Regions from separate parts of the Canis lupus genome. Here region 2 is linked to region 1. The links are chromatin contacts, called in public Hi-C maps. All regions are on one chromosome and are shown on one strand. Each heading gives the region's core, a stretch centred on a gene start, on an enhancer-like site or on the middle of the called end of the contact. The rest is flanking DNA. Distances are from core to core; before and after follow the strand shown. Region 1 overlaps CCR7 (C-C chemokine receptor type 7). Region 2 has its middle 8.6 kb from the start of RARA.

Region 1 (2,747 bases), core at 108-2,607:
AACAACACAGGCCCAAGAGGCTCGAAAGAGGCAGCGGGAGGGGAAGCCCAGGGTGCCCATCTTGCAAATGCCCTTCCAGAATTTGTGGGAGAGGCCCCAAGCCTGTGCCAGCAGCAGTGACCCAGAGACATGGGTCTGAGCTGAGCTTTGGAAAGAACCAAGTTTTCCCCATAACCTCGATGGCTAGGAGCTCTCCCTGACCTTTAGCAACATACACTCACTGGTCTACTCGTCTGTCCCTGCTCGGTCTGAAACCAGAGCCCCTGATGCTTTGTCATTTCCTTCAAGTTCCCTGGTTGTTTAGAGGGAAGGCCTCCCCCTGGGCACGCAGACCACAGCGTGCTGGATGAAGGAGGCTTGAGATGGCACCCATGTGATAGGCTGCACCTTTTGCTGGAAGCTTGAAAGCCAGGGTCATCCACGACCCACCCTCCTGATCCCTATTGCAGCAGCAGCCCATGTACCCATGGTGGAGGAGTGGGGATCAAGGGACAGCCACTACCCCCTGCCCATATCCATGTCCTATCAGGGTGCTCTGATGCCCCCAAGCTAGAGAGGAGGTTAGCCCAGGCTGTGATGCATGAGGAGCTGTCTGAAGGGCCCAGCACAGCAAGAGCTGGGGGCCTGGCAGGGGGAGGTGGGTGGGGACACTCATGCAAAGGTGATTCCATCAATTTTCCAAAGTGAAGAGAGCTTGCCTGGTGATGAAGCCCATTCTCTAATTTCACAATAAGCACATGACACTGCCCTCCTCCACAGGATGCACTGGGCATTATTTGTTAGCCAAGACACCCCAGGGGAAGCGAAGCCAGCACAGGCGCAGCCAGCGTGGAGCAGTGCCTGTTGCAATAGCATCGAATGTTAAAAGGTGCAGTGGTGATTGTGTGTGCACATATGTGGGGTGAGAGGGGTCCCCGAGAGGAGCACAGAAGCACTGGGCCCACTGGTGTACACATCCTAATGCAGTACAGGCAGGAAACCGATCCTCAGCTCCTGAATGGAGGAATTCAAAGGAATGCTCATGAACAGGAAGCCAGGCCAACCGCACAAACACGCCATCTCGGCTTCAAATACATTTTTCTAAAGTAATTGGACATCTCTGAATATTTACAAAGACAGCAAAACCCCAGCAATGTTAATTCCCCAAACTGCTCTATCTCGGCTCCTTGCTGGCCTGGCCACTGCTCCCTTGCCCAGTGCTCTCATGTGTCTCCCCTGAACTTAGGGAGGACCCCTAGGAGGAAGGAACAGACTCACTGGGGAGCCCCCTCACCCAGGGCTTCTCTCTCTCTCTCTCTCTCTCTCTCTCTCTCTGTCTCATCTGTTTCATACAACTGCCCCATCTTCCTGGGCTCATGGCCCCAAAGCTCCTCCTCCCCTCTTGCAGCTCCCCCTGTTTCCCATCCCCAGCCTCCCTGGATGCAGCCCCAAGACAAGTCTGTCCTTCCAGCCAGAAGCACTGAACCTCAAGAATCGTGGATTCACAGAGCTGCGAGGGACCTCAAAGATTAGCTGGTCCAACCCAATCATTCTCTAGATGGGGAAACTGAGGCCCAGAAGAAGGAACTGACTTGCTTGAAGAGATATTGCAATATAAGGATACTGAATAAACTTGCCTTGGGGGGCCTAAGGATCTGGCAGGATGGATGAGAGGTGGATGAGGGAGAGCAGATGCTCGGAAGCCTGGCTGACTGTGAACCTCATCTCTATTGCTTCCCAGCTGTGTGACCTTCAGCTGTTGCTCAACTGCTCTGAGTCTCAGATTTCTCAACTGCAAAATGGAGAGGATTTGGCAAACGTCTAGCCTGGTGCCTGGAATATTGAATGTGGTGATGAGGAGCACGGGCTCTGCGGCCAGACTGCCTGGTTTGAATTTCAGCTGCGCTACTTGGGCTCCTTACTTAGTCTCTCTGTGTTTCAGTTTCCTAATCTGTGTGATGGGGAAAATCATAGCACCTACCTCCTAGGACTGTTGTGAGGAGCAAATAAATACATATATGTAAAATGCTTAGAAATCCTTATGGAAGTGTTGTGTTGTGGATAATCATTAAGAAATGTTTAATACATGATAGCTAAAAAAAAAAAAAAAAAAGTTGCTAACCACAAGGAAACCAAATTCAATTACCTAGCCCCATTTCCCTACAACTTATAAATCAAGTTGAAGGACAGCTGGAAGATTAGTCAGGTCACATTCCACCAGTTGTACAGGTAAGTCAACTGAGGCTCAGAGAGGTAAATTACTCACCTGAGGTCTCTTAGGAGTTCTTGGCCATGATAGAACTTGAACCCAGGTTCCCGAGCTCCATTCAGAGCTCTTCCTAGAGACCTCCTGCACTCTTCTGTATTCCCCTACACGCCCACCCTGGCATATGCTACCCCCATCCCAGACCATCTAGCTCTGCTATGGCAAGCACCATCCCTCCTGTCCTGTGACCAGGTCCTTAAGGAGCATCTCCCCTTGCCCCCATAAATAGTCCCTGTTCTTGCTATTGAGTCCAGGAAAATGAGATACAAAGAAAAGAAATATGGTGGGGTGTCCGGGTGGCTCAGTTGGTTAAGCATCTGCCTTTGGCTCAGGTTGAGCCCCGGGTCCTGGGATCAAGCCCCTCATTAGACTCTCTGCTCAGGGGAGAGTCTGCTCCCTTTCCCTCTGCTATTCCCCTAACTCATGCTTTCTCTCTCTCTCTCTCTCTCAAATAAAATATTTTTTAAAAAATAAAAGAAATATGGCAGTAGGCCCAAAGGAA
Region 2 (2,747 bases), core at 164-2,663, 210 kb after region 1:
TTAGGGTAATTCCACAGCCCTGGGGGCAATGGCCTGCCTGGTTCTGCCATCCCGCAGATGGGCAAGGATGGGGGTGGGGGAGCCAAGGCAGAGAGGGTGACCTAGATTTAGGAAGAGAATCCTGTCTGAGAACCCCCATCCCCCACCCCAGCCATAACTACTATTTGCACCAGGCTGCCCAGCACACTATCCTCTGGGGTCTTTATAGAGGTGTCCCTCTCAAGCGAGTGGGGCTTGCTACCGATAGCCATTTTTTACAAATGAAGAAACTAAGTCGGCTGTCTTCCTGGTGTTGGCCTCACTGAAATAAATGCTCCTGTCTCACCAAAACAACAATAAAAAAAAAAAAAAGAAGAAGAAGAAGAAAAGAAAGAAACTGAGCCTTCAGTATAAATGCATAGACATGCTCACACTCAGAATCTCTGCTTCCTGAGTCTAGAGCAGAACTAAGTCTGAAGTCACTCCATTATCCACCCTTTCCTCCAAAACCAAACCTTCCGGGAGCCAGGGAGTCACGGAGAAATGCAAAGCATACCCCACACCTCGATAGAGTTACCAGATGGGGACACGCCACCCACTCCACCCCACAGAGAGCTACAGGGCTTCCCCCAAAGTGTGACCAGCCTTTCCTATCATTCTTCCCCAGTCGGCTACGCTCAGAGGCAGTACACACACACATTCACAGTTACTCAGACAAGTCATACATCCCTCCTGCAAACCCACTAAGCCAGAATGAGATGCCCTAGATCTTCAGAGAGCAGGCTTTGTCAGCCCCCAACTAGAGGGAAAAATAAGCCACTGTAAACAGTAGGTGCCATTCAGCCCTTTCCCAGGGAGCCTGTAGGAGGGGAGAAGCCTGGGGGTAACACCAGGAGCCTGAGGCTCTGAAAGCCGAGAAACCCAGGGAGCTGGCATGGCTGGGTGGCCTCCCTGATCTGGTCCACACCCCCTTCCCCAGCCATCTGGGCTGAGTCTGTGCTGGCCTGGGCCACACTCTGGGATCTCTCCCTGTCGTCGATGCACACAGCCACCTTTATCAGAAGCTTATAGATCTTAAAACCACAAGGTCTACACACACACACACACACACACACACACACACACACACACGGGGGTGGGGGGGTGTTTCTTGCAATAGGTGCCAAGGTGTTGGCAGAGATGGGGGCTCCAAGCTGAAAGAACTTTCCCTAGAGGAACAGGTCACCAAAACGCACTCACAACCTCCACTACCCTCCAGCAAAGCCTTTAGCACCCAAGTGTGAGATGAGCCCGGAAAGGGGCATCGGGTCCCCTAGAAGGTGAGTAGGGAGCTGGGGGATGCCCAAGTCCCAAGCTCTTGGGGCGGGGAGGCCGGGAGGAAGCCGGAGAGAAATCCCCCGGAGGCTCCCGTCCCTCTCCCGCTCCCTCCGCTATCCGCCCGTCACCGCCAATTCTCCCGTCGAGGTGAGGTGGGGGAAGGGGGATTAAGCAATACTGCAAAGGAGGGTGCAAGGGCGTGGGGCCTGGGCAGACCTCCCCCTTCCACTTTCCATTCTTAGCCTGAGATCGGGCAGCGCCGAGACGGGGGGGCGGGGGGGCAGCGCAGGAAGGGCGCTGTAGGGTGCGAGGGCTCCGAGCTCTCAGACACCCCAGTGTTCCCAGGCTCCCACCTCCCAGGACCACAGTGAGCAGTGGGGGAGGAGGGATGGGGAAAGCCTGAACTGGCGAGAGGGAAACGACCCCATCAGCAGCTGGGAAGCCCGGCGGAAGGCGGCCGAGGGGGAATTGGGAAGGGGTGCGCACGGTCCTACCTGCTCAGGTGCGTGCTGGCAGGGGGGCGATGGGGTTCCCAGGAGAACCGGGGAAGCCCTCTCAGCTCGATTCAGGATTCCCCCCTGCTTCTGGGTTAGGCTGCTGCAAGAGGCTCGGGTTCCCGTTGGGTCCTAAAGCCCACTCTCCAAACAGGAGGCTCTCCCGCCCTCTTCCCCCAGCCCTGCCTGGGTCAGCGGGTGCAGAGCTGACTGATGGGGCTGAAGGAACTCACTGGGAGAAAGGCGGCGATCTGAGTCATGGGCTGGGGACCGGAACAGTGCTCAGTCTCAAATGCACAGCACAGGCATAAGGGTAGGATAATATTTGACAAGAGGAAAAAGACATGTCTTCCTGCCTGTCCCCAGCAGATGATTTGGGCTTTGATGCTGAAGATGGGGGTTAAGATTTCCTTCCTTATCACTCCTGCTAAGCCACTGAGCCATTGAGAATTTGGGGATAGAGGCATTCACCCCATGACCCTCATAGGGCACGTCCAGGGACCCCTCCCCACTATTCCCAAATACCTAGGAGGCCCCCAGGGGAGGAGGGGGCGATCCCCACACCACCCTGTGCCGCGGAAGTAACAGGGTGGCAGTTGGAAGCTGATAGAGTTTCATACCCCGGTGGCAGCGCCAGTTGTGTGTACCCGGGGGTGTGTCAAAGTGGGCAGACATGTACATACAGGTGAGAGCGTGAGCAAGTGGGGCTGGGGGACTTTGGGTTACAACCCTCACCAGAAATGGCAATTGTCAGTGGAAGAATGAATGAGATGCAGAACCGAGAGGTCACCTGATGCCACTACCCAGCCCTTAATAGGATCTCCTGAAACTTTACCAGAATGAATACGGTAAAGAAAGAGAATATTTATCACAGGTACCATGGGGGATAAATATAGGGGGCAGAGGGGCCTCTTAGCACAATTAGATCAACTTCAAGGTTACGGATCCAATTTAGAA

Evidence for each region. A called contact is a pair of places that touch in the nucleus more often than the background predicts.
Region 2: a contact with region 1 is called in a Hi-C map of skin fibroblasts, with 2.5 times the contacts expected there. The contact joins two enhancer-like sites. A contact is called at or near these places in 2 of 9 Hi-C or Micro-C datasets (amygdala and skin fibroblasts).

The regions. Positions count from the first base shown.
Region 1 is chr9:22,041,459-22,044,205 of UU_Cfam_GSD_1.0, forward strand. CCR7 (C-C chemokine receptor type 7) reads left to right here. Exons shown (of 3, transcript XM_038547377.1): 3 at 1-2,021. Among named protein-coding and RNA genes, the nearest start is that of CCR7, 23 kb to the left of the region's middle. Within about 2 kb of position 1,358, at least 4 of the 20 cell types and tissues checked have an H3K27ac peak or open chromatin away from gene starts, as enhancers often do.
Region 2 is chr9:22,246,903-22,249,649 of UU_Cfam_GSD_1.0, forward strand. No RefSeq gene overlaps it. Among named protein-coding and RNA genes, the nearest start is that of RARA, 8.6 kb to the left of the region's middle. Within about 2 kb of position 1,414, at least 9 of the 20 cell types and tissues checked have an H3K27ac peak or open chromatin away from gene starts, as enhancers often do.